Regions from separate parts of the Triticum aestivum genome. Here region 2 is linked to region 1. Evidence: chromatin contacts called from public Hi-C data. All regions are on one chromosome and are shown on one strand. The core of a region is the stretch at or near the end of the contact, and the rest is flanking DNA. Distances in the headings are between cores, read along the strand shown. Region 1 holds the start of LOC123127725 (pentatricopeptide repeat-containing protein At4g18840-like). Region 2 holds the start of LOC123127728 (inositol phosphorylceramide glucuronosyltransferase 1).

The links. Hi-C and Micro-C count contacts between places; a contact is called where the count stands out from the background.
Region 2: a contact with region 1 is called in a Hi-C map of leaf, with 3 times the contacts expected there. The contact joins the promoter of LOC123127728 here to the promoter of LOC123127725 in region 1. A contact is called at or near these places in 2 of 5 Hi-C or Micro-C datasets (both in leaf).

What each region holds. Positions count from the first base shown.
Region 1 is chr6A:422,873,640-422,876,463 of IWGSC CS RefSeq v2.1, forward strand. LOC123127725 (pentatricopeptide repeat-containing protein At4g18840-like) reads right to left here and starts at 1,474. Exons shown (of 1, transcript XM_044547541.1): 1 at 1-1,474. The coding sequence starts at 1,340. LOC123127724 (cryptochrome-1) reads right to left here. Exons shown (of 5, transcript XM_044547540.1): 4 at 2,795-2,824; 5 at 1,648-1,926. The coding sequence ends at 1,858.
Region 2 is chr6A:423,294,569-423,297,268 of IWGSC CS RefSeq v2.1, forward strand. LOC123127728 (inositol phosphorylceramide glucuronosyltransferase 1) reads right to left here and starts at 1,256. Exons shown (of 10, transcript XM_044547542.1): 1 at 803-1,256. The coding sequence starts at 1,057.

The DNA.
Region 1 (2,824 bases), core at 224-2,723:
TTTGACAGGAGGATGTACCGGCTGCCATGACGGGGCTCCAGCTCAATGAGCTTCTTGGCAATCTCCTCACCAAGCTCCACCTCACCATGGATCTTGCAGGCGCCAGCAAGCGCACCCCACAAGCCCGGATGCGGCTCCACCGGCATGCTGTTGACAAAATCCACTGCCTTCCTAACATGACCTGCCCGACCGAGTAAATCAACCATTAGGCCGTAGTGCTCTTGGAGTGGCTGGATTCCAAAGCCATTAACCATCTTGTTGAACAACCAGCGGCCCTCATCGACAAGACCTGAGTGGCTACAAGCACCCAGCAACCCGATGAAGGTTATATCATTTGGTCGAACACCAGCCATCTGCATCTTCCAGAAGAGTGATAAGGCCTGCATTTCCCTGCCGTTCATGGCGAGCCCAGTAATCATCGAGTTCCATGAGTAGATGTTTTTCACTGGCATTGCAGCAAACACCCTGACGGCATTATGGATACCCCCACATTTACCATACATGTCAACAATCGCTGTCGCGAGGATGACGCTCATCCCATTCAGCTCCCGCTTGGCATACGCATGTACCCACATGCCGTGCTCTATCGACCGCAGCAGCGAGCACGCTGAGACAGCGCTCACCAGTGCAGCCTCATTCGGCACGACACCCGTCCCGACCATTTCACTGAACACCCTCAACGCCTCCTCACACTGATTGGACTGCACGAGCCCAGTGACCATCGAGCTCCACGAGGCGGCATTCCGGCTGGGCATTGTATCGAACACCTTCCGCGCCTTGGACAGCATCCCGGCGGATGCGTACGCGCCCAGCATCGCGTTCCAGGAAACCACGTTCCTCTCAGGCATGGCATCGAAGAACCAACTCGCACGCGCAACGTCGCCGGCGTTGGCATGCCCGGTGACCATGGTGGTCCAGGTGACAACGTCGGCGACATCCTTTGTGTAGGAGAAGAGCCGCTCGGCGGAGGCGACGTCGGTGGCCCTGAAGTAGGCGGAGACGGCAGCGTTGAGGACGTAGACGTCGCGGGCATGGCCAAGCCTGACGGCGAGCGAGTGGAGGAGGCTCGCGACGGGGAGGCTGGGGGAGCGGGTACAGGAGTGGAGGGAGAAGGAGAGGGAGAGGTGGTCGGGCGGGAGGCGGTGGAGGAGGAGGAAGCGGAGGAGAAGGGCGCAGGCAGCGGGGATGCGAGCGGCGCGGAGGAGGGAGTTAACGGAGGTGCAGGAGGAGAGGTGGCCAGAGGTGATGAGGGCGGCGTGGGCGCGGTGGAGGATGGCTGGTCTGGCGGCGGCATTGGCCGCCACGGCGGCGAGCCAGGAGGAGGGCTGGGAGTTCGCCATGGGAGAGCACCGCACTGACAGGTAGGACCGGCGAGAATGGGGCAATGAGATCTGCTCCTCGAGTGCTATGAATCGTCCGATGGAAGGCGGGCGGTCGTGATCTTCCACATGCAGCTGCTACATCAACGGGCTACGCAAATCTTCCTCCGGCCACGACGGCCTGAGCCGTTTCGAGTTCATACATTTTTGGCACAGCTTCTACAAAACCAACTGAGCCAGCCTGCGAATTCTGCACCGGTACCGGGCTTTGTAAATAAGCAGAAAACGAGGAAGAATCTGAAACTTTTGCTCCCATCGCAGAAAAGAATAAGTAAGTAAACAACTCTTTCCCCCAAGAACGAAACCGTTTTGTGCAAGTGTTGCAACTAATTATAGGTTACATATAACAGATTTGACAAAAATAACCAGATAACAAAATGTACAATTTTTTTTCTGATGAGAATGGGATGCAGGAAGATCTGAGTGTTGCCCTTGTCCACTCCATAGTTCAGCCCTACAGTCTTCACAATCACCCTTGTCAGGCGGCAGGTCTCTTGGATGCTCTTGAGGTGTCTGTACAGCTATCGGCACTGTCATCATCTTCAGCCTGCAAAGATGCAATAGTTTGGGTGTCAACAAGTATCAAAATGACACATTCCTAAAGAAGAAGAAAACAAATGCCATGCGTGTAGTCTGGATAGAACGTGCGGCCGAGTTATCATACTCTGCTAATTCGCAAAAAAAAAAAGAGTTATCATAATCTGCTTATGGTGGTTGAGAAGAAAATATCTTGAGAAATGCACAAGAAGAAATGCAAGAGGAAACGCTTTGGTCAACATTCTGCAATGAAGGCTTTTCCTTGAGCTCTATCTACTAGTGAATTGGTGAATAAATAGCGATGAACACTTTTTAACTACCCATGCCTACCACCTAGATGATTTTGTATGAGATATTTTTCCCTTGCTTGCAGCAAAATCACATATCTTGTAAGGATAACATAAGCTGTCTCTAGATTTAAGGCAGAAAGACTACAGCTGCCAGTGCTCCATGCAGCGCACTGCGCACTAAAGAGGAACTTGGCACCATATCGACCAACAAGAATAGATACTCAAATCCAAGGCAAAGAGGATTTTTTAGACGAATCGTATCAAGTGTCCAGCTTTAACATTAATAAAGCCCCTGCCGAAGAGGATCCAAACTTGGGTTGTGGAGTTCTACATCCACGCGTCTCACCAGACCTCTTGCAGTGCACTAAGAGGAGCAGAAAAACTATAGAAACTTGGTGGCATGTATGTGATGGTGTGTGTTCATAAAACCAATTGAACCTAGTTCCCTAGAGATTGACTGCTAGTATTTTTTAAGGTTACAATAATGTTTTCATGGGGTGTTTGTCTATTCACTACAAGCCGAAAAAGATGGCAAATTCATATGATCTTGTGCAACACTTGCCTTCCAAATATGATAATTGAACTTACCTTACCAACCCAGTTCCTCTCTGCTTTCTG
Region 2 (2,700 bases), core at 6-2,505, 420 kb after region 1:
GGGAATATGATTTAAAGCAAATCAGACGGGGATCTGCTGAAGTATTCATTATGATAACACGTAGGTACTCCTTAATCTTACTGTAGTCAAAGATTGGATTACAAAGAAATAAAAATGCCCTCACAGCCACAATCTACCAAATGAAGTAATGAACCTAAAATCCCATAAAGTCTCTCAGAGCGGATGGATTTGTACCATCATAGTCTTCCCTCTAAATAGTGGTACTAATGACTGCTACACTCATCCTGGGATTGACACAAATAGAACCATATCTCCTTTTAACAGATTTCCTTAGACCTACTAAATGTGTCAAATATTTACTTGTGTTCCTGTAACACGGGTTTGCTTCATCAGCATACTCAGTACACCAATATTGCGCAGTCACAATTCACAGGGTTTGTTCCCAGCTCTAACACTCCATCTTCACACCACAGTACACATATCGGAGGAAAAGATAGATGCACTCGGCATCTAAGTGCCAAAGCATGCGCTTCAAAAATGCAAGTAAAATTGAGAATTGAGATGGGTTGTATTTCTATCCGTGAGCTTTCTGCACCAATGAGACATTACTGCACAGTGCACACACAGTTGTTTGATTCTACATCATGATGAAGCACAACTGCACAAGTGAATTACTAAAGTACGAGAGAGAGACGAGCCTAAGTTCAAACTAGAAACATAAGCTGCGAGCTCCATCTTGGCCCGGTCCAACATTAAACTAACAAATAGGACCGATCAGCACGCAAGCTCATAGTACCAGTTTTGCTGACTTGTCGACTGAAGCACAGATGTGCGCGCATACCTCGAGGAGCTTCCGAGAGTAGTCAGAGACGCCGTCGGAGACGAGCACGACAAGGTCCCGGCGGGTGCCCATATCGCGGATGGACTTCCCGAGGACGCGCACGCCCAGGACGAACTCGTCCCCGTAGAGCAGCGTCGCGTACGCCTCCTCCGCCCCCGCCGCGGTCGCCACCCCGCCTCCGCCGCCGACGGCCAGCAGGGCCACCGCGGCGAGGAGGGCGGCCCAGAGCCCCAGCTTGTGCGGCCTCCACCGCATCGCGAGCCGGGCCGGGCCGGATCGGTTGCCGCGGGGAGGAGAGAGAGAGAGGGGCGGTGGAGGGGGGAAAGCGCGGCGAAGAGCCGAGGAAGCGGCGGAAGGAGCAACGACGGTTTCCCGCAGCGCCTCGTCTGTTGGCCCGTTTTCCTTTCCGTCAAAGAGAGTGTGGAGTTTGGAATTTTCGTTGGCCGTTCAAGTCCAGGACGAACGGCGATGGCTACAACTCTGCGAGCGCGTGCGCCTACAGGTGGATTTCGTTGGCTTGAGAGAAGGAACATGGAGCCGAGCTGGAAAGGTCGGACGGCTGCACGGCACATGTTTTGCTTCTCTGGACCAACACACAATAAGCTTCGGCCGGAGGCACGTATACACTTCCGAATGTTTTTTTTAATACAATCCAGACGCAAGTGCTTATATACACGCGCATACACTCATCCCTATGAACGCACGCACGCACACCCTCTCTCTATGAGCACCTCCGAAAGACTGAACCGGCATATCATCTTGAAATTTACAAAGTCACCATAGACACCTCGTCGTCGACGGAAACGTCTCCTCACATAGAATGCGCATCGCCGGAAATCCTGAAATAAATCCAGGAATAGATGCAAGCACCAGAATTTGAATCCTGATGGGCTGGATACCACAGTCCCTCTAACCATCCAACCACATGTTGGTTCGTCACTTTCGAATGTACGTACGACAGAAGTGTTTCTATACGTGTTGAGTATACGTATTTAGCATGTGTATTCTTGTACTCCGGGTCTTCCTTCTTGTATTTAGCATGTGTATGTCGGCTTGGTCCTCCTCCTCCGGTCCTAGCAACCCGTTTGACTCCTCCTATGGGACCGAACCCGAAGAGCCCCTCACTGCGGACATCCGCAACATCCCCCTCTCCGGTCACGTTTCCATCGCCCTCTCCCACACCTCCGCCAATTACTATGTGTGGAAAACCTACTTCAATCTTCTATTCTGTGAGTACAATCTTCGGGATCATGTGGACGACCTCTCCAACTTCTTCGCCGGCAACCACGACGCCAACTGGCTGGCCATCGACGCCACCCTCATCCGGTGGTTCTTCCTCACCGTCTCTCCGGACATCTTCCACACCGTCGTTCACGATAGGGACGATGCCTACACGGTGTGGACCAAGATCAATGGCCTCTTCATTGACAACAAGCTTCAACGGATTGTTTTTTTGCAGCAGGAATTTTTTGGGTGCCACCAGAACGACTCCACCATCAACGCCTACTGTCTCCGGCTCAAGACCCTCTCCGACGAGCTCAACGACGTCGGGTTCAAGGTGGGAGATGAGCTTCTCCTCTCGATGCTCACCGCCGGCCTCAACGAGGACTTCAACAACGCCGCGTCCAACCTCACCCTCATGGTCAACCCCACCTACAAGCGGGCGGTGGCCTATCTTCGTCTTGAGGAGCGGCGGATGAAGCACCTCCGCACCTGTGCTGACCACACCGCCCTCGCCGCCGGCCTCTCCCACGGTGCCTCTACACCACCATCGGCGCCTCGCCCTCCAGTTGCCGCGCCGCACGCGCTCCCCCCTGGCACCGCAGCTGCCCCAACTGGCGCGCAACGGCGGGAATCGTCGCGACGGTCAGCGTCAAGGCGGAGGGAAAGGTGGCGGT